Linked DNA regions of Zea mays: region 2 is linked to region 1. Evidence: chromatin contacts called from public Hi-C data. All regions are on one chromosome and are shown on one strand. The core of a region is the stretch at or near the end of the contact, and the rest is flanking DNA. Distances in the headings are between cores, read along the strand shown.

Evidence for each region. A called contact is a pair of places that touch in the nucleus more often than the background predicts.
Region 2: a contact with region 1 is called in a Hi-C map of tassel, with 4 times the contacts expected there. The contact joins the enhancer-like site here to the promoter of LOC100281529 in region 1. A contact is called at or near these places in 2 of 25 Hi-C or Micro-C datasets (ear and tassel).

The regions. Positions count from the first base shown.
Region 1 is chr10:78,612,159-78,614,858 of Zm-B73-REFERENCE-NAM-5.0, forward strand. It overlaps LOC100281529 (KANADI-like transcription factor FEATHERED), which reads right to left and starts at 1,298. Exons shown (of 6, transcript NM_001154447.2): 1 at 250-1,298; 2 at 1-26. The coding sequence starts at 820.
Region 2 is chr10:78,949,820-78,952,519 of Zm-B73-REFERENCE-NAM-5.0, forward strand. No RefSeq gene overlaps it. Among protein-coding and RNA genes, the nearest start is that of LOC100282280, 7.2 kb to the right of the region's middle. Within about 2 kb of position 1,367, at least 17 of the 20 cell types and tissues checked have an H3K27ac peak or open chromatin away from gene starts, as enhancers often do. A contact at or near this core is called in ear and tassel, where this site is marked.

The sequences.
Region 1 (2,700 bases), core at 48-2,547:
CTCAAGAACTGACTTGGGTGTTGCCCCTGGTAGTTTACCATCATGCACAAGAACAAGCAAAATCGTCAGTTGACGATGAGGACAGATCATACTCATGGATGAACGCATCAAGAAGAAGAACGAAGAAGAAATGGAGGAACACAAGAAAGGTAGCTAGCTAGCTAGCTAGCTAGAGAGACAAGGTTGCAAGGGCAGATGCATGTCATGTGCATGGGGCGATGGACCCGGAACCGGAAGAGGGCAACGTACTTTCGTGGCCGCCGAGGAGCTCGACGGCGTGCACGAAGCGCGCGTGGAGCGTGGACGTCCAGCGCATGCGCGGCGCCCTGGCGGCGCGCTTGGCCGCCGTGGGGAACCCGGCGACGACGCGCGTCCCGACGCCGCACCCGGCGCGGCGCCAGGCGCCCGCGGCGACGTGGCAAGGCTCGCAGAAGCACGGGCCCGCCGCCCCCGCCGCGTGCGGCGGGAACGTCGGCGGCACCGCGTGCGTGTGCGGGTGCTGGTACAGCGGCACCCCGCGTATGGGCCGCAGCATGGCGGCGGCGTCGGGGTGGTAGTAAAGGCCGCCGGCGGCCCCCGCGGCGGCGGCGGCGTTGGGGGGCATCGGCATCGGCATTGGCAGCGGCATCGGCATGGGCAGCTGCAGCGACGGCGCCATGGCCACCGCCGGGTTGCCAGGGATCCCGTTGCCACCGCCGCCTGCGGCTGCCGCGAGGAACCTGGCGCTGAGGGCGGCGCCGTGGTGGTGGTCGTGCGGCGTGGCGCTGGCGGGGAGGCCGATCTGGAGGGAGAGGTCCGGCTGGGAGGGGAAGAGCTCCATGGGTCGATCACACACACACTCTCTCTCTCTCTCTTGCAATCCCTTTGCAACTACACTCTACACTTAGCTTGTTGCAGACGAGCGAGTGACAAAGAGCGCTGTCTTTCTCCTTTCCCTCTCGCCCGTTTCTTTGTCTGTGGAACGAAACTTGTGGTGGCTTGAGCTCAGCTAGCTAGAGGGATGGACGGGGGGATGCTGTCCTTTTCTAGAGAGTGGGGGGTGTAGAGAGAGAGAAAGACAAGGGGTAAGAAGGTAAAAGCTAGAGAGAGAGAGAGATGGGCAAAGCGTAGTTTACTATGGAGGGAGGGGGGGTGGATGATGAGTTAATGATGGGAGGGCAGCAGTAGACCTGAGCACTGAGCAGCAACACCCTGTTGGGCTGGGCATGGCGGACACAGAGACAGAGGGTAGCTAGCTACTAGCTAGCTTTTCTCTCTCTCCCCATGACTGGACGACGACGACAGAGCTGGAAGAAGATGACAGTTTGAATGGCAGGGCAGGGGGCGGATTGCTGCATTTGCTTGCTTAAGGAAGGGGGTAAAGAGATATTCCAACCCACCACTTTTGCATTCGCATGGCAGCCCTGCTTGCATGAACAAAAGGCCTTTTGGATCATCGTGGGGTGAGAGCTCAGCTGCTGCCTAATTGTTGCGTGACTGCTGGGGTTGTTGGCACATGTTTTTCTTGCTAGCTAGCTTGCAAGTCAGCAGAAACCTCTTGCCTGTCTATTCATCATGCAAACTAAAACTAGTTTGTTTGTTTGTTTATCTGCATTGGATTAATGGTGTTTATCAGCACCGTATAATATTTGCTTCATCGAACAACGTACGCCAATGCTGCGTACGTTTTGTGCGAAAGGGCCATGTAGCCTTTTTTTATTTGCTGTTTCATTCAACCCTGTTTGCATATCCATGACAAACATTTGACGACTTTGCTTCAACCGGTTGCCCTGTCCTCCCAGCCCAGGCCTCAGTTTCAGTGCGTGATGAACTCCAGTTAGGTGGCTGTTGGTTTGTATACATAATATGGGTCTTCTCACTTTTCTGCGAGCTTCTTGTCAAAGCTAGCTGAGGGGGTCATTGTTCATTGTTCAAATGCTTTCTATATATATGCTCTAAATCGTTTTACCATTTTCTCTAGTGTATATAGAAGTCTAGTAATTATATATATATGTAGATATATATAGCAAAAACTATAAATAAACCTACAAAAGCATGCAGCTAGTTGATGAATTAATTTGTTAGGGTTTTTTATGGAAAAAAACTGTTGCAGGTTTTTTAAGACACTCTATTGAACACACAAACTTTGTTTTGTGTGTACACCTGACGGATGGATGCACAAGTAGCACGTACGTACGTAGGCGCAGCAGACAGCTCCTCACTTATGTCGTGTACGTACTTGGTATTCAAAGACTACTCGCAAAAGTTCATAACGCGTCATGCAATGGAATCAGTAGTAGCGTGAGTACTGAGCAATAATTCCCTGTGTTTGCTCTGTACCGGATGGCTACATACTTCTCTAGAGTAAAATATATGACCACTAAACCAAACCGAACTCTAGAAAGTTAGTCATAGGAAGTTAACTAAACCGTCAGAAGTTAAGTGACTTCGATCCGTCGGAAGTTGAGCTCCGTGAAAAATTTGGTCGAAAGTTAGCTTAACTTCTTAGAGCTCTCTAAAAAGTTAGCTAAATTTCTAGAGCCAACTCTCTAAATTTGGCAGTGTGTCATATGAGTTCCTAAGCTTTCATTAGTACACTTAAGCGCGACACACGTCACATCAATCGTCGACATGTGGTTTGAGTAAATCCAGTTCTGGATGACCTAACCATGTTCAAGAACCCGTTTTTGAGAATTCGATGATGAGCCAATGCAAATAACA
Region 2 (2,700 bases), core at 117-2,616, 340 kb after region 1:
GTTGGCAAAAGTCTGTCCGACAGCAAAGATATGTCTGTCGGCAAAAACATAAACATTACTGATAGATAGTATGTCGGTAGATCTATGTCTGCCGGTAAATCTTTTTGCTGACAGGACTTTCGCCGACACACATTGTCTGTCGCTAAAACTCTTTACCGACAGACTTTGCGACGCTATTTAGGTATTTTACCATCAGACAGTCCGTAGGCAATATTGTGTCATGGTGTAGTGCATGTTGAAACACCCAAAGTTCAGTACATGACAGCCATGCTGGTGAGCCTCTTAGTCTCATAGCAAATCACACACACAACATCGTTGCTTAGCCCCAAAAGAGTTCATCCATGCATCCCCAGATCCGATACCCTTGCATATGAGCTGACCAAAGGATTCCCGAGTGTATCTTGGCAGCAACACATGCAGCTTCTTCCATTCCTTGTATAATTAAACTACGTACCTAAGATTTCTCTACACTAGATACTTTAACAACAGTTCTAGCAAGTTCTCTTCAAGAATATAAAACACATATAGTAAAAGAATTGATGTCCGACGATCGATCACTCTAGAATTTTCGCTCATATATCAAGTAACTATAAGCAACCATGCATGTCTGACAAGCTTGAGACGTCCGGTTAGAAGAAGAATGCCGCCGCGTATCCGCCTGACAAGCTTGAGACGACACGGATCAAAAGACGTCCGGTCCTGGGGACAATAATGACAAGTTAGAAACTTTGTAGATGATTGATGGCAAGAATCGAAAGGCATGGATCAGCATGTTAGATTTGAGATTTAAATTTAGAAACTTCTATATTTAATGAACCAACATGTAGTACATATGTCGTCTATGTAAAAATCTAAAATCGAACATACAGACAGAAATAGATCATACAATAAACTGTCCGTTTCATCGTCTACAAACTAATTAATGCTTTGCATGTGGTTAAGATCAATCATGAATGTTGTTTGATATAAATTTCTAACTATATAGAGATATCTGGCAAAAAAATAGTTAAAGCAGTCGTCAGTTCCAATAATTCATTTTTGAACTAGAAAACGTCGTATATATATGAAAAAGCGGAGGGAGTATAATTATTCTGTTTCCATTTTTGAGGTAACAACGACTCGATTATATACTGTCCTTTATTATTCCTCTGAAAGCATCTTGATTCTCCTTGACCTCTTCTCTAGATTATTCTTCGCCCATTTGGTTTTCGCTTGTTCCTGATTCGTCTCGGAGATAATCCGGATGCTGCGCAGTAGTTGCGGGCCATAAGTTACTTGAGCCCATCAACTAATTGGGCTTAGTACAGGGCCTCACTACATCAATTGAGCTATTTTGAGCTTTGCTTTTACAGATAAGCCCAAAGGTAGAGTCGGGCCCGAATCGTCTGATAGATGTGTGCGTGCGTGAGAGGGATGGACTAATGGAGACACAGTAAGAGACGAGTCCGAGCATCTCAGTTCCAGTGGTCAGTGGATGAGGCCAGGGTCAATTTGGAACGGAAACGGTCCCACACGAGTGTCACGTCCAAAATGCAGTCACCATGGTCTCTCGAGTTTATCTGAAGAAACTAGTGCGTGAGTTGATTGGTAGTACAAGTAGGGATGCAATGCAAGTGGGCTTGTGCTCTGCACCAGGTTGTTATCCAGCAGCCTACAAGGCACAGATGTTGATCTCTGTTTAATCTTTACAAATTTAGTGATATAAATCTTGGATAAAAATTTCTGTTGCATACACAATCGGTATCAGGCCATCCCAGGATTGGTGGTTCTCTATGCTAAAGCACGACAGACGCACCAAACCAACATAAAATTATTTAGCCTTGTAACAACAAAATGCTTGAGCTAATCTTTGCACATTTCTCTTCTTCTTTTGCAGGACCACAAGGATACCGGTGTGCTCACCAACCAGATTTGTGAACACCATACAAAATTTATCACATGATCATAAGGATGCTATAAAAACAACTGTCCTTGGAAGAGGGTGAAGGTCCAGGAGTTCACGTCCTTGGTGCTGTCCACACAGTACCTGTCAAGCTTGGGGAACTGCCTCTTGCAGTATGTCCGTGACAGATTCCGCTCCCTGGCTGCAAATTATATCCACATTGTCCTGATATGTTATAGTTTGAAAGCTGTCTCCACGTTGTGCGGATTCTGCAAATTATCAGTAAATTCTTTAGTGTTATAGCTTGGACCTTTTTCGGGTACTTGATGAAATGATAGTTAAGAATTAGCTCTGAAGAATTTTGATACAAGTCCAGCCATAAATTCTACAATATATTGGGAGGCGCTCGAACACAAGTTCTCTGCCTCAGACGCTGGGCGCGAGCTGTATGTGATGGACGAGTACCATGACTTTATAATGGTTGATGGTAGTTATGTCGTGGAATAGGCTGATGGGTTCCAACTTATTGTAAGGGAACTCGAATAACATGGACATGTCTTGCCTGATAAGTTTGTAGCGGGTGGCATAATTGCCAAGTTGTCTTCATCAAGGAGGAACTTAGCTACAACTCTGATTTCCGTTGAGGATTTGTCGACTAATCTTGATGTGGAAAAGAAGGCGTGGGCAAAAGATGGTCCAAAAGCACCCGAAGGGTAGTCTAGCGCCAACATGATGCAACATGCTGGAAAGAAGAACTATAAGCCCAATCAGAATACTCAATTCAAAAGGAAGAAGAAGATGAACATGGATGAGGTTGT